Regions from separate parts of the Mus musculus genome. Here region 2 is linked to region 1. Evidence: chromatin contacts called from public HiChIP or PLAC-seq data. All regions are on one chromosome and are shown on one strand. Each heading gives the region's core, a stretch centred on a gene start, on an enhancer-like site or on the middle of the called end of the contact. The rest is flanking DNA. Distances are from core to core; before and after follow the strand shown.

Region 1 (2,937 bases), core at 80-2,579:
GATTACAATCTTATATGCGTGGAACTAATTATTCTAATATCTGTCACCTTTTGTTGTTTGTTTAACATTTTTGAGACAAGGTCTTGCTGTTTCTTTGGCAGGTATGGGACTTAAAGTGTGGACCAAACTAGCTCCAAACTTGCAATGATCTTTCTGAACCTTGTTCACCTCTGTACATTGAAAGTTGTGAACACATCCTGAAGACACTCTCATGATCCTAATATATCTTCCTTAGAAACATGAGAGGTGTTCAGAGCAAGGAGTTAACACGTTCTGAGGTCAGAAAAATGAGATAGATATTTGATCAATAGATATTTGGAGAAGGAAAAAGAGATTGGACTATTAGAGAGGAAAGACAAGAAGCAGACTAGCATCCAAATAATAGGAAAATGGACTTTGCACAGATTGGGAGACTAGACTGGAAATAAAAAGCTAAGCTTTCTATAGAATTGTACAATTTTAGGCTCCTTTATAGAATTTTTAAGTTCTTTTTTGGAATTGTATTAAAGAACATTACAAAAGAAAACATAATCAAAAAATTAATTCTAAACATTAATGTTAAAAATAGGGCTGTTAGCCGGGCAGTGGTGGCACATGCCTTTAATCCCAGCACTTGGGAGGCAGAGGCAGGCTGATTTCTGAGTTCGAAGCCAGCCTGGTTACAGAGTGAGTTCCAGGACAGCCAGGAATACATAGAGAAACCCTGTCTCGGAAAAAAAAAAAAAATAGGGCTGTGTATACAGCAAGATATGTTTATTTTGTGCCAAAGGTGTCACTTTTATTAAAAAGAAGCAGATGAGCTCAATTTTGCTATTCCTATTTTTAATAACTTAAGTCTTGAAACCTTTACTCCTGCCACCTGGGCTTGAAGGAAAAGAGCATTTTACACATGGTGATCTTGATGTAAATTCCAGGCCATTTTATAATGTGGTATGAAAAACTTCAAATGACGGTCATTTTACTTCTTTGGGGCTCTCAACTGTGGAGGCAATGACTTCATGCGTAGGTCTCCCAGACCTGTAAAAGGGAGACCATAGCAGAAGGCTTCTCTAATCCTTTCTGACATCGTCAGACAGGGTCTGTTTAGTCCTCTCGCTAGTTTCCCCCAATCAGTGCTCCAGCCGCCGCGGCCCCACCTCCCGGGACCTCAGCAGCAGCACCCCAGATGCGCGCGAACCGCGAGTCCCCACGCCCAGATCTGGGTTCGGAAAGAGGAAGCCCGCGGCTACAGATCCCAGGCTCCGGAGTTAGCAGCCGCCCCGCCCAGCGGCGCCTTCCACCCTAGGCTGCAGCTCACTGGAGGAGGGGCGGGACCTCGGGGTCACGTGGGGTCGACACGCCCTGCCCACTGCTTCCTGAACCGCGGGGTCCGGCCTGCCTGCCTACGCACGTGGCCTGTCCGTCCCTTGACTCCGCGACCCAACGCAGCATGGCTCCGTCTCAGCTTGGTGAGGCCCTCGCGATGCATCATAGGGGTCCTGCCTGCACCATCCCCGCCACCCACTCATGCCGCTGGCCGAGCTGGGGAGGCCCCGGGCCCGGCCTGCAGGCTGGGTGTCCCCAGTGCTGGGCCCTGGGCCTGCAGTTGCATGAGTCCCCTTCCCAGGAGTCCTCCCCGGGAGATCTCGGTGCCAGAAGCCGCGAGTAATGAGAACTGCCTTCTCTTTCAGCCCTGTTCAGTGTGTCTGACAAAACTGGCCTCGTGGAATTTGCCAGAAGTCTCGCGTCTCTTGGTTTGAGTCTGGTCGCTTCCGGAGGCACGGCAAAAGCGATCAGGGATGCTGGCCTGGCAGTCAGGTAAGGCAGTAGGTAGCGTTAAAGGGAGAAAAACGTTGTGACCATATTCACCAGAAAGCCATGCAAAAAACTGACAAAACACAGGGAGAAGTTAGGTTAGAACTAGGGAGCCTTGAGTTTTAGAGTCCTAGCACCCAGCCACTGTTTGCAAACAAATTAACTTCGGAGGGCCATGTGTTATGCAGAATAAACACGAATGTTCAGGTTCCATGGCCTGGCTTTGACTGGTTGCACAGTTAGACTGTAACATCTTTGAAGATCTGTATCTCCCTCTTCATAGCCTCACCCATCAGAAAGTACCAGTGGCTCGATCACACTCATCTCCTGACTAACAGTGGGAAGGGTTTGACAAGAGATGTCAGGAGATGACCCTGAAGGTCTGGAAGGTAGAAAAGGAAAAAGACCTTAGTTCCCTGGCTGTTTTCATTGCCATTATAACTCTTGGTTTGTGGAGAATCCCTATAGAGGTAAATTATTCACCTCTTCATAACTCTTGTTTGTGTAAGCAGTACATAACCCCTGTACATTTGACAGCTTCAGACAGCAAGAATGCCTTTACTTAGTAAATGTCTTCAGTGGATTCTCTTGTGACTTATGGGAGTCCGGAGCATCAGGGACAGCAGACAAGTAGGCTCCTGTGAGGTGCAGTTGAGTTACTGTGGAGCTGGTATGGGTAGGCCATTGTTGCTGTGGCATTTACGATGAAGTACGAGGAGTTCTTGCATTGTCTATCGCCTAGTTTAAATGTTTCTCAGATGGTCATTCATATTTCCACGCCACTGCCCAGTATTTGCTTGCCCCGTTACGCCTTCTCGTATTCTTTTGGTGGTATGGAAGACTGACCCCAATGTCCAGTCCACTCCTGAGCTGTATCCCTAGTTCATTTTTTATGCTTTGCTTCAGAAACTTTTAAAACTTAGAGCCAGGGTCTCTGTAGGTTGCCCAGGCTGGCCTTGAACTTGTGATCCTCCTGCCTCTTCCTCCTTGAGTGAGTTGGAGTATGGATATCTTTTAGAAATTAGAACTATGTCCTGTTAAAGAGTAAGTGTTTTTGTTTGTTTATGCGGGTCCTGGTGCATGGGAGACAAACTTTGTACACCTGAGCCATATTTCCAGTCCAAACATATTTTTAATGTTTTT
Region 2 (2,997 bases), core at 189-2,688, 400 kb after region 1:
TAATGAGGGGCTGGAGAGATGGCTCAGTAGTTGAGCACTGGCTGCTCTTTCAGAGAACCCAGGTTCCATTTCTAGCACTCATGTAGCAGCACACAACTCTCTGTAACTCCAGTTCCAGGACATCTGACATTCTCTTTTGGGTTTCTCAGTCACCAGGTACACATGTGGCACATAGACATTATGTGTAGGCAAGACACCCGTACACATAAATAAGGAGAAAAATTTTAAAGAAATAACAGAGATTTTGACAAATGGACTATACTTCCTAACAAGAATGTAACCAAAATGTTGCCAATAACTTCCAGGCATTTAGATTATCTAGAATTTCCAAAATAACTCTTGAGTCAAAGGCAAATTCTAGTTGGAATTTTATATGCAAAGAACAAATCAGAATGAATATTAAACTTACAGTAGTTACATCAGTAGTTACTGTAGTTTTTTTCTAGGAAAGATAGGCAGAGATCTGAAAATAAAATAAATACCAGCAGTCTTCAGAACCAGATGCTAAGTGCACCAATGCCTTTTACATTGCTTTTATATATTCATGATACTCTATAATTATTTTAGATTTAAAGATAAGTACTTATTCTGATATACCAAAATATGACTTAAACCTAAACCAATGGAGACTCTGATAAGACCTGATGGTTTTGTCTTTGTTTTCTGTGTGACAATGTAGAAAGAAAGCTTCTGTGATGTACGAAAGGCACCATGCAGTCTGGGGTCACATTGCTTCTGATCTGCACGTCTCATCTCACTAGAGGTTCCATCTAGCTGTTCGCAGCCTGCCCTGGGGGTAGGGGAAGGTCACCTTTAGATCTATCAGAAATGGTTTCTGCTGATTAGCAGAAAAAGCAGTAAAGCCATCATTTGAAAAGAACACACTGTAAAATATCATCCACATAGGCAGTCAATCCTGGGAGCAAGTGAGTATTTGTCTAAACTTGTGCTGATCTTATTTCTGAACATGTTTTAAATACTCCTGATACAACAGTAAAATCTGTGCACACATTATAGTTAAGTCACCATTTCAATATAACTTAAAATACTCATCTTAGCAAAATCCATAACTTCCCATGCTCTTACAGTCCCAAGTCGTAGGTAATCCTCAGACTCTCTTAGTTCCCACAGTTAAAACCTTGGTGAATCCTTATATCACAATTCTCTATCTTCATTATCAAATGGGAACCACATACACCCTTCTTTTGGAGGAAGCACACAAATTTCTTTCAATAGACTGTTACTTCAATGTAAGTACACACATAAACCAATTAGAATATCAAACCAAATTTCCAAATCAGAAAACTACCAAGCCAACAGAGGTTGAGTTAACAAGAGTAACATAACAATTTGTGTGCCAGTTAGAAACAGCTGGCTTCAGCCAACCGTAGTCACTAACCGTGTTGGTAGACAGAGGAAGGAAGAAGTGAACATGTGTTTCCCTGTTTCCTGCTTCTGGCCAAGCAAAACAGCTCCTCCCTCTTTGTGCCAGAGCTCCTGCTTAGTTTTATTTGTGCATCTAGCGCCCCAGGCTCCTGCCTATGTTAGTATTATCTATTCTCTGCTTCCTTCCTAGGGTTGGCTTGCTGAGCCACTCACCCCTGGGTTGCCTCCCAGCCCCTTGGTTAGGTTTTGCATCTTTTTTTTTTCCCCAATGTGCTAAATTCGTGTTACTAAAATACCTGGCACAACCACCTCTTTCCTGACTGTTTTGTGGATAATATACATAAGGGTTGAAAGAAGTGGGAAGTGACCAGTACAAACAAAATTCTTCCCTCACCCACTCATTTTAATAGCAGTTATTGTATTCCACACTGCCCTTTTTTGTGCATAAATTAAACCAAGACAATGAATCGCCCCACCCCCAAGTCTATGTCATGACTATTTCATGTAGAAGCCATCTCTGCTCTTCCACTGTTCTCTGCCTCCATACATCATCAGAAGGGATTCAACTGGATGGTGTTCATCCCTCAATGAGGATGCACTGAAATGATGAATGAGCTTGACTGTAGTCACCATGTCGGGGAGAGTGGTTGAGCAACCTAGATATTTTGTCTCCACCAGCCCCAAAGCAGTCAACTCCTAAGAGAATCCCAGACAATCATTTCCGTTGAAGGTTGAAGAGTGGGTTGAAAACAGGTTCTATTTTCCTTCCTGGAGTTCCCCTAACATTATATGATTTGTCTGCATTTTCTTTTTGGAGTTATCTCACCAGACAGACTAGGGTGTGAAAGAGAGAAAGGGTGGAGTTAAAGCAAAAGCTGACCTCTCCATGAGATGGAGCAAAGAAAGCATGTTCTGATAGGATGATCAATGCCCTCTCTGTCTTTCTAATGTCAAGATCCCTGCTTTCTCAATTTTAGTTTTCACTGTGTAAGCAACAACTACAATTTTTGCCAGTTTTCAAGAATGTAAATATTCAGAAGACTGGAAACACATGACTTCTAGGGGAAAAGAAACTAAGAATGATTGACGCTTCACATTCAAGAGAGTCAAAAACTCACAGGACATCCTTTGTTGATCTTCAAACCACCAATGAGACGTTGAAAGTAGAAAGGTCATGACTGGTGGTCTTCAGTCTCAGCGTACCATTTTCTTGTTTTATTTGTTTGAATTTTTGTTTGTTTGTTTGTTAGAGTTTCTTTGTGTAGCCCTGGCTATCCTAGAACTCGCTGTGTAGACCAGGCTGGCCTCAAACTCACAGAGATCTGCTGCCTCTTCTTCCTAAGGGCTGGGATTAAAGATATGCACCACCCACCAGCTAATGCTTACCGTTTTCATCTCAAAGACTTTCAAAAATGCTTCAGCCCAGACAGTGGTAGGTAGTGACCCTAAGGCCCTGTCCACACGAGGAAAGTACTCTACCACTGAACTGTTAACAGCCTCCCCCAACTCAGAAAAACAAAACACAAAACAAAAATTTCAGACAATCTCACCAGAATCTCTGCTGGAATCTCCCAGAGTGGGTATTAACATTTTTAAATTTTCCCTTCTATT

Evidence for each region. HiChIP or PLAC-seq counts read pairs in DNA pulled down with a chosen protein or histone mark.
Region 2: an H3K4me3 HiChIP or PLAC-seq map of bone marrow-derived macrophages shows a contact between it and region 1, with 4 times the contacts expected there. The contact joins the enhancer-like site here to the promoter of Atic in region 1. A contact is called at or near these places in 4 of 39 promoter capture datasets (the 3T3-L1 cell line, the C10 cell line and pre-B cells), 1 of 484 Hi-C or Micro-C datasets (bone marrow-derived macrophages), 6 of 115 datasets of contacts at active chromatin or transcription factors (bone marrow-derived macrophages, embryonic forebrain, embryonic stem cells and 2 more) and 1 of 9 other capture datasets (adipose tissue).

Annotation. Positions count from the first base shown.
Region 1 is chr1:71,555,827-71,558,763 of GRCm38.p6, forward strand. It overlaps Atic (5-aminoimidazole-4-carboxamide ribonucleotide formyltransferase/IMP cyclohydrolase), which reads left to right and starts at 1,330. Exons shown (of 16, transcript NM_026195.3): 1 at 1,330-1,448; 2 at 1,671-1,797. The coding sequence starts at 1,430.
Region 2 is chr1:71,955,688-71,958,684 of GRCm38.p6, forward strand. No RefSeq gene overlaps it. Among named protein-coding and RNA genes, the nearest start is that of 4933417E11Rik, 48 kb to the right of the region's middle. Within about 2 kb of position 1,439, at least 17 of the 459 cell types and tissues checked have an H3K27ac peak or open chromatin away from gene starts, as enhancers often do. A contact at or near this core is called in adipose tissue and bone marrow-derived macrophages, where this site is marked.